Linked DNA regions of Rattus norvegicus: region 1 is linked to region 2. The links are chromatin contacts, called in public Hi-C maps. All regions are on one chromosome and are shown on one strand. The core of a region is the stretch at or near the end of the contact, and the rest is flanking DNA. Distances in the headings are between cores, read along the strand shown.

Region 1 (4,222 bases), core at 710-3,209, 130 kb after region 2:
GGCCTCAGCCATTCACAAGAACTAAAGGCAACTAAAGGATGCTGAGAATGGGAGAAATAATTTTCCCCAGGGAAGAGCACACCCATTGGTGTTATCCAATACCAATTGGTCATCCCTGAAGACAAGTAACATACAACTGAACAGGTTATATTTAGGAATATGTATGTATATACATACACTTATATGCATATTAATGAAAAAAGAGGCTGTGAATTTGAAAGAGAGCAGGAGGGTATAACAAGGCAAGACAGTGTAGAGGCTCCTCCATCTTCAATTCTTACCGAGGCCACTTCAGGCTTAACTAGAATTTGATCTCCCTGATAGAGAATCCCATGGAAAATTACCCAAATCTATTCTAAGAACCCAAGGTCAAGATGCTCCAGCTAATTTAGCTTTTACTAAACTGCCTCTCATGCAGACCTCTTCCTGCAGCTGTTGAGCATAATACCAGGAGAAGTGGCTTTAAAAGCCCCTCGCTCCAAATGCCCAGGGACACACATAGGTCCCAGACACCAGAGTAGGGCCTGGATAACTGGAATGAAGACTTTCAGTTGGCTATAAACTATGTGTGAGCGGTCATCTCTGGTGGGCTCCTCATAATAAGTGGCATATGGAAGGGTTTGGAGGGAGGAAAGGGGAAAATAAAAGAAAAAAATAAAGAGAAAGATAATCTGGTGGTGGTGGCCTATGCCTTTAATCCTAGCAAATGTGAAGCAGAGGCAGGAGGGTCTCTGAGTTGGAGGGCAACCTGGTCTACAGAGTGAGTTTCATGAAAGCCAGGGCTATTCAAGCAAGTCCTATCTCATAAAGGGGGGGGGGTATGGGTGAAAGAAAGGAAGGAGGATGGAAGGGAGGAAGGAAGGAGGGAAGGAAGGAAGGACAGACTGAAGAACTGAAGATTCAATCCAGGCCACTGAAACCAAAGGCTCTGTGTTGCTGGGAGCACTGAAAAGTAAGAGGAATGAAAGCAAGGCTGTGCTGCTGCAGTTACTTTGTAACACCAGGGAAGACCGGCCCCAGGACTAAGCTGGCCTAAATACAGGAAGGGGAAAGTAAGAAAATAGTACTCCAGAGAATACAACCATGCTAGGTGGACCAGGTCCTGGATACACAGCCATACCCTCCACAGCAGTCCTCTGGCTGTTCAGTTGCAGGAGCAAACAGTTTTCTGGCTCAGAAACTCACAGGGGATAACATCTGACTCGCTCCTTCTAAACATAGGTTTTAAAACCACTGAGAGGTTGGCTGATATTAAAAAACTGATGGGACAAGTCCTCCCTGGGTCCCCCAACACAGTGACGTGCTGCCACCTGCTGGCCAAAGAGCAGAACGGGCCCCAGAAAGCCGTGTGAGGGTGAATGCTGGGAAACGCCTTAGAGGGTCACCTAAGAGGGTCAACTAAGTGGAGACTCATTCTCTGTTAATGTGTGATTTTAAACCTTTGCATTTTTTATTGGCTTTTCTTGGAAACAAGCTCTAGTGTAGTCTAACCCAGACTAGCTACATAGCTTCTAACTGCTACATAGCTGTGGCTGACCTTGAACTTCTGATTCTCCTACCTCCGGGCATCGTCTTTATAATCAGACAAAAACCATCAAAATACTCACTTTAGGAGACTGTGTTTCGTATCTTATGACACTGGCTGTTTTACTGTTCTTAGGTACATGAATTAACGTCTGCCTCTTTTTTAAAATAAGCAACTCCACAACCACAAAGAAGGTCTCTTTTAGTCTCTAGGCTCATGGAATATTTCTGGAAATTCTCTTTGGAAATTCTCTGAATTTACCTAGCTTTTAAGGATTTTCAGAACGTTTGTCCTGTTCTTGACAGTACTCGGAAATTTCGGCCCCTTTGGAATTTGGTGTCTGTTAAGTCATGCCTCAACCCCAACTGAGCAGGTCAGGACTTGATAGCAAATGATGTCAGCTTCCCTCTAGCCTCGTTTTCAGCAGGCCACGTCACGATAACCGCAATGGCCTGATGCCACCGGCAGGTGGCGCTGCGTGGCCTGCTCTCCACCCGGACCGCGCCTGAGGCCCACGCGGGACCCTCATCTTGCTCAAGTCTGGCTGCCGCTGCCCTCGCTCTTAGCTCGCCAAGAAACGTCTATTTCACGGCTTTGGCTTCTGTCCCTGTGACTCTGAGACTCACGGAGGCCCGATACCCACACATTCCCTCCTGGCTCAGCTCTGTTCAGCGCAGCAGCGTCAGAGCACATCAGGTGCTTGAGCCAAGCTCGCATTCCTCCAATCCTTTGAATTCACCTTGCAGAGCACCCTGTTTTCCCCCAAGACCTTTCCCCTCAGCCGTTCCAGGAGCCTCTTCCTCCTTCAAGGTTCACCCTCATTTCACCACGTTTGTGAGTGTGCAGCCTGGTGCTTCAGGGCAGATGACCTGGCCCCACGCCATCTATAGCCCATTTCCTCTTTGTCCTCACCCCTGCGGCTCTTTCACCAACGGTTCTTGGTGAAACTGCCCCTGCATTTGGGACAGGAGGCATGTGTGTCAGGAGCACAGCCTCTCTGTCTTAACGTGCCTGTGGGCTTTGTGCCAGAGTTCAAAGCCTGGACTCTCCACTTAGCACTCTGCGACCTGGGGTAAGTTACTGCACATCTCTGAACCACGCAGGCATTCTATTGTAGTGGTCTTGATGGTTGTCTCTGTAACCTACCGAGGGCAGCAGAGAGAGAACAGTTACAAAAGGTGGTGTCGGGAGCTGTAGTTCCTTACAGCAAACCCAAAGATGTACCTGACATTACTCCCTTCTGAAGGGAAACTATGTTTCAAAACAGAAATCGGTTTTCCTTAATTTAGTGTATACATGGCCCAGGATGGTGCAGGAGACACAGCAAGGGCTCAGATATTCATTGGGGTGAGGTACCTGACAGAAGGTTCTTGCTCTACTCTCTGAGAGTTTTTTGTTCTGTTGGGTTGAGAATTTCACGTGTGTATACAATGTGCTTTTGATTAAATCCGGTCCCCATGCCCCAGCCTCCAGCTCCTCCCCCATCTCCTTTAGGTGCTCTGTTTTGTTAAAGCCCAGTGTCTGTTAGTGCTGTTTGTCGAGTAGATGGAGCCTGAGTAGCCTCCCTCCCATGTCTGGAACACCCCACCCCCACTCCAGCACTCATCAACTGCCAGGTTTTAGATGCAGTTTCCTGGAGAGGCAGCGGTAAGACAATGATGATGTCACACAGCTTTCTGAATGTTGGGATTCAGGCACGCAGGACACAGGTTACACTGCTGGGGTTGTGTCTCTCTCTTGGCATTCAGGATCAGGAACGGGAGCGAACTGCAGTGGCCTCAGGGAGAGGATCCTGGTCCCCCAATACTCCACGTGGTCCTGAACAGGTGCAGAGGTGGCTCACAGGGTGGAGCCACAACCCATGACGCAGAGTCTCAAAACATCACTGTTTTCAATAACTTTTTTAAAAATGTATCTTTTAAAAAAGATACCCTGTATCAATCACACCTGGGAATTTTTGCAAAGTCTTTGTCTGGGCATGGCAGTTACCCCAGTCCTTCAACAACTTCTGTCTGACCATACTGGGCAGATTGTGCAGTGATCATCTGTCCCATGATAAGACTGCTGCGCTGTGCTTTGTAGGGTAGCACCTCCTTGCAATTGCAGCTCTCAGGAGGCTGAGGCAGGAAGAAAGGAAGTTGGAAGAAGCTGGTCTGGAACCACATGTGGTGATGCCTGCAGCCGTCAGGAGGCCGAGGTGGGTAGATCCCTGTGAGTTTGAGGCCAGCTTGGTCTAGAGTTCCAGGACAGGCATGGGTGTGTAGAGAGAACCTGTCTCATAAACTACATTAGCAACAATAACTTATAACCCCCATTTGACACATCTTAAAAGCAGATCCAAAGTCTGGAGAGTGCTCCCACTGTAAACATGTTGTCCTCAGTTCAGACCCCAGAACACATATATTAAAAACCAGGCATGGTGGCATGGATTTGTAATTCCAGTGCCTAGAAATGTAGAGACAGGCAGATCCCTGGAGTTTTCTAGCCAGCTAGCTTACCCTACAAGTTGTGTTCCAGGCCAATGAAAGACTGTGTCTTGAAATCTAAGGTGAACACCTTCTGTAGTCTGACATCGGAGGTTGTCCTCTGGCCGCCACATAAATGTAGACTCACACATACCACATACATACACCACATACAAACATACCACACACACAGCAAACATACCATACACATACCACACATCGTACACACACA
Region 2 (3,818 bases), core at 455-2,954:
TGCAGAACCCAGAAGTGAAAATAGGTAAGAAAGTTCTGAGGACTCTTCTTATTTAGGAAGTAAAATTCACCAGAGATGAGCTGTGTACAAGTGAGGCTCAAACACTAGTTTTGTGGCTTGAAGGGGTTATTTAGCTCTGTGCTTGCTCAGTGTACAGAGGTGAGCACATTGACATCATAATTCCTACCTCTGGGGCTAGACATCCCTGCACCACCCAGAGCTTAGCGCTGTCAGAGGCCAAGAAGCTAGAACCTGTGGTGTGCCAGGCAATCTCCATGGAAGGGAAAATTCAGAGCCTATGGTGGCTTGGATGCTCAGTTGTGGGAAATAAAACATTAACTGCTCCGAGGCTGCTGTGTTTTATGCTATCCGTGCGGGTGACTTGTATGGCGGCCAAAGCTGCCACTTGAGAGTGAAGTCAATAGAAAAAAAGCACTTTGTATACTTCTTTTTATATCTACGCTAAATAACAATAGATTGTTTCAAATACAGCGGAGATCTTTATAAAGTTTTTAAACATGCACTTCTAACTGTACCGTTAGACAACCGAACACAATGTCAGGGTCTGCTTAAGGGAAATAGAGTGTAGGAAGAAGAGCTGGGGGCCAGGCACGGGCACGCTCTGGAAATACCGTGATATTCGATATCAAGTATTTATAGCAGATGTATTTCCTGACCTGGATAAAATGCTTAAACTCAGTCGTGTCGCTTACCAGTGACCTAATGGGTGCCATTTTAAGTAAGACAATGAGTAAATGGAGGTAATAAGAAAATGGAGGGCCCCAGGGCTGCAGCCTAGCTAATTCCGGGCGGTAGAGGAGCTCCCGGGTACCCCTGACCCCCAAGGGTAAGATATTTATTTAATGATTAGCGAGGCGCTGTTCAAAACCAACCACACATCTTTGAAGGAAACTGTTGGCAGGGAAGGGGACTGGGGGCTGCTGATCCATTCCTAGGCGTTTGACTAAGTCAGGCTTGGGGGGCGTTCGAAGGGCCGGGGAATCGGCGCTCGACTCAGCGACCCGGGCCAGGTGGCTGCGGCCTGGGCCAGACGCACGCCCCTCGCGTGGGCGCGTCGGGGGCTCGGTGGGCATTGGCGGGGCCGGGAGGAGGAGGGCGCGTGCGCGAAGGGAGGTGTGAGGTGGGGGGAGTGGCGCGCGTGAGGTGAGGGAGGCGTGAGGTGAGTGAGGAGTGGGCACATGGGGGGAGCGTGAGGGAGGAGCGCCGGGGGAGGGGCGCGGGGGGAGAGGGGCACGTGAGTGGAGGGGGCGCGTCGGGGGAGGGACATGTTGGAGGGAGGGGTCGCGTGGACGGACCACCGGGCGGGGCAGCTGGGCCTCCGGCGCCCCCTGCGGGCGGGCTAGCGGGCGAGCGGCTCCACGCATTCCTGTCAGGTTGCTTGGCCTGAGGCTAGCCGAGCTGGTGCTGGGGGGAGGGGCTGCCGTGGTGAGGGTGTGCGTGCGCGGCGTCTCTGTCCCGGAGCGCGGCCTGTCCGACCCTCACCTCAGGGCGTGCATGCCGTGCGGCCTGTTCTCCAGGCCTCTGTCCTTCCCTCGCGCTCCTTTGGGTGCGTGGTCCCGCAGGGTCTTCACGGAGGAAAGGTTTCTGTCTAGTCAGTTATGCGTGAACGTCTGCGCTTCTGAAATAAGTATTCATTGTTTGTTTGCAACAGGGTCCGGCTCTGTAGACCAGGCTATCCCTGCCTGGCTTCCGTCTTCCACCTCTCAAGTGTAGGGATTACTGTTGGGAGCCACTGGCGTCTGACTAAGTATGTTTTCACATGTAGAAAAATTACAAGGAACCCGCAATCCCATACTTTCATACAACGAGTAAAAATCACAGAGAATGTGGTACTAAATACGGTCAGAATTACAGAAAGGTGTGTTATTACTTCTACAAGCAATAAGCTGTACTCACAAAACAGGTTTCACTGTGGACTCCAAAAAGTACTTGAGGTGATATTCTTTAGTGAATTTTGCACTGTATTTCTGTATTACACAGTGAAACATGTTTTTTGTGGTTGTAGCCCAACCTGACCTCAGCTGAGACTGGCCTTAAATTGATCCTCCTGCTTCCACCATCCCAGGGCAGAACCACGGGACTCTGAAATAAGAACTTTGTGAGAATATCTAAACCTAAAACTTTAAAAATGTATTACCTTACATTAAAATGTAACAAGGTTTATTTTAGGGACTATTTTTTTAAGTGATTTATTTACATCATGAAAGTTCCAAACTCACCATCCTTTAGAATCTTCATGGCATGACTGACTACATGAATCTTCAGCTAGAAAAAAATAAAAATAAAAAATTTAAACTTAACAACCCGGGGAAATCAGTTGACTCAAATTGTCTTAATTTAGAATTATTTTATACCTTGATTGCTAGTGCATTCATGCATAATGAATTTTTATTCATCATCTTCTCTATGCCAGGAACTGTCCCAGGTTATTGAAACACAGTAAGAAGGAAAAAAAATAATTTTTTTTGCTTTCCAGGGAGAAAGATAAACGACTAAACACACAGTAACAATTACAGAGAAGTGTTGTAAAGAATACAAGACTGGGAAATGCACAATTTTAGATAAAGTTTTTCCCCCCATTGGAGTACATCAGAATTAAAATATCTGATAGTTTTATTCCGAACTAAAGTTACACCAACTTTTGTACAAGAAAGAGAAAAAAAATATTCTTGTTACTGTGTGTATAGGTCTTTTTTGTATGGTGTAACATTTAAACTTAATTTTAATTTGTTGTTTCATGCCTTTTTTCTACTTTCCTTTAGAAAGGAGAATTAGATCATACATGTTAGTGTTAAGATCCACTTACATTCTGAGGCAGCAGAGCTATAAAAACATGGTTTGATGACTTTTATTTTATTAATCTTTTGTTGATTAAAATGTTCCCAATCTAGACAGAAAACATTTTGCAACTTCCTGGACAATAAACACAATATTGATTAGCATGTTTCAGATAACTTTTCAAATCCTGAAATTGTTTGAGTAAATAGGTGTAAAGTTCTGCTCGTGTATTCCTGAATGATTCCTGCTTACCTTCTGCTCTGTTTTTCTTGGCTTTTGTTTATCGTGTAGTCAAATTATTTTAGACATTTATAGATTCTTCACTTGCTTTAAATTTTGCTATTTCTTTTTGTTGGTGACTGAGTGGTTAAGAAATTAAGAACAACAACAGTATCAACTAACCAGACCCCCTCAGAGCCCCAGGGACTAAGCCACCAACCAAAGAGCATAGGTGGGCTGATCCACGGCCCCGATACGTACATAGCAGAGGGTTGCCTTGCTTGGCATCAGTGTGAGGGAGGCACTTGGTCCTGGGGAGGCTAGAGGGGTGAGGTGGGAGTGGGTGGGTGGTTGAGGAACACACTCATAGAGGCAAAGGGGAGGAGGGATAAAGAGGTGCTTGTGGATGGGGGATGGGGGAATTAGAAAGGAAGGAAGAAAGAAAAGAAATTGAGACGAGAAAAATAAATAAATATGGGGTGGTAAACCAACTAACTAAAACAATGAAGAACCTGCAATATCCTGGTTCATAAGAAACATTCCAAAGTCCAGACAGGACTTATCCTCCTGTGCAGTTTACCAAGAGGTGCACTTGAAGTATCCTTCCTACCCAGCTCACTCCTGCATGTGGTTTTGGTCTTTATTAGAGAAGTCTCTAACACTGGCGGCACAGTCTACCTTGGTAATGGGCTCTTTGCCATGAGATGGTGCTCTTGTAGTTTTAAAATTTTAAATTTCTGTCCTGGGGACAAATTTCCAGTGTCATCCGTCGTATAAGAAATGGAAGTGATGATTTGTCC

What was found. A called contact is a pair of places that touch in the nucleus more often than the background predicts.
Region 1: a contact with region 2 is called in a Hi-C map of kidney, with 4 times the contacts expected there. The contact joins the enhancer-like site here to the promoter of Hfm1 in region 2. A contact is called at or near these places in 4 of 12 Hi-C or Micro-C datasets (the A7r5 cell line, Schwann cells, frontal cortex and 1 more).

Annotation. Positions count from the first base shown.
Region 1 is chr14:3,132,097-3,136,318 of GRCr8, forward strand. No RefSeq gene overlaps it. Among named protein-coding and RNA genes, the nearest start is that of Zfp644, 120 kb to the right of the region's middle. Within about 2 kb of position 1,960, at least 18 of the 93 cell types and tissues checked have an H3K27ac peak or open chromatin away from gene starts, as enhancers often do.
Region 2 is chr14:3,000,887-3,004,704 of GRCr8, forward strand. It overlaps Hfm1 (helicase for meiosis 1), which reads left to right and starts at 1,705. Exons shown (of 39, transcript NM_001412564.1): 1 at 1,705-1,768.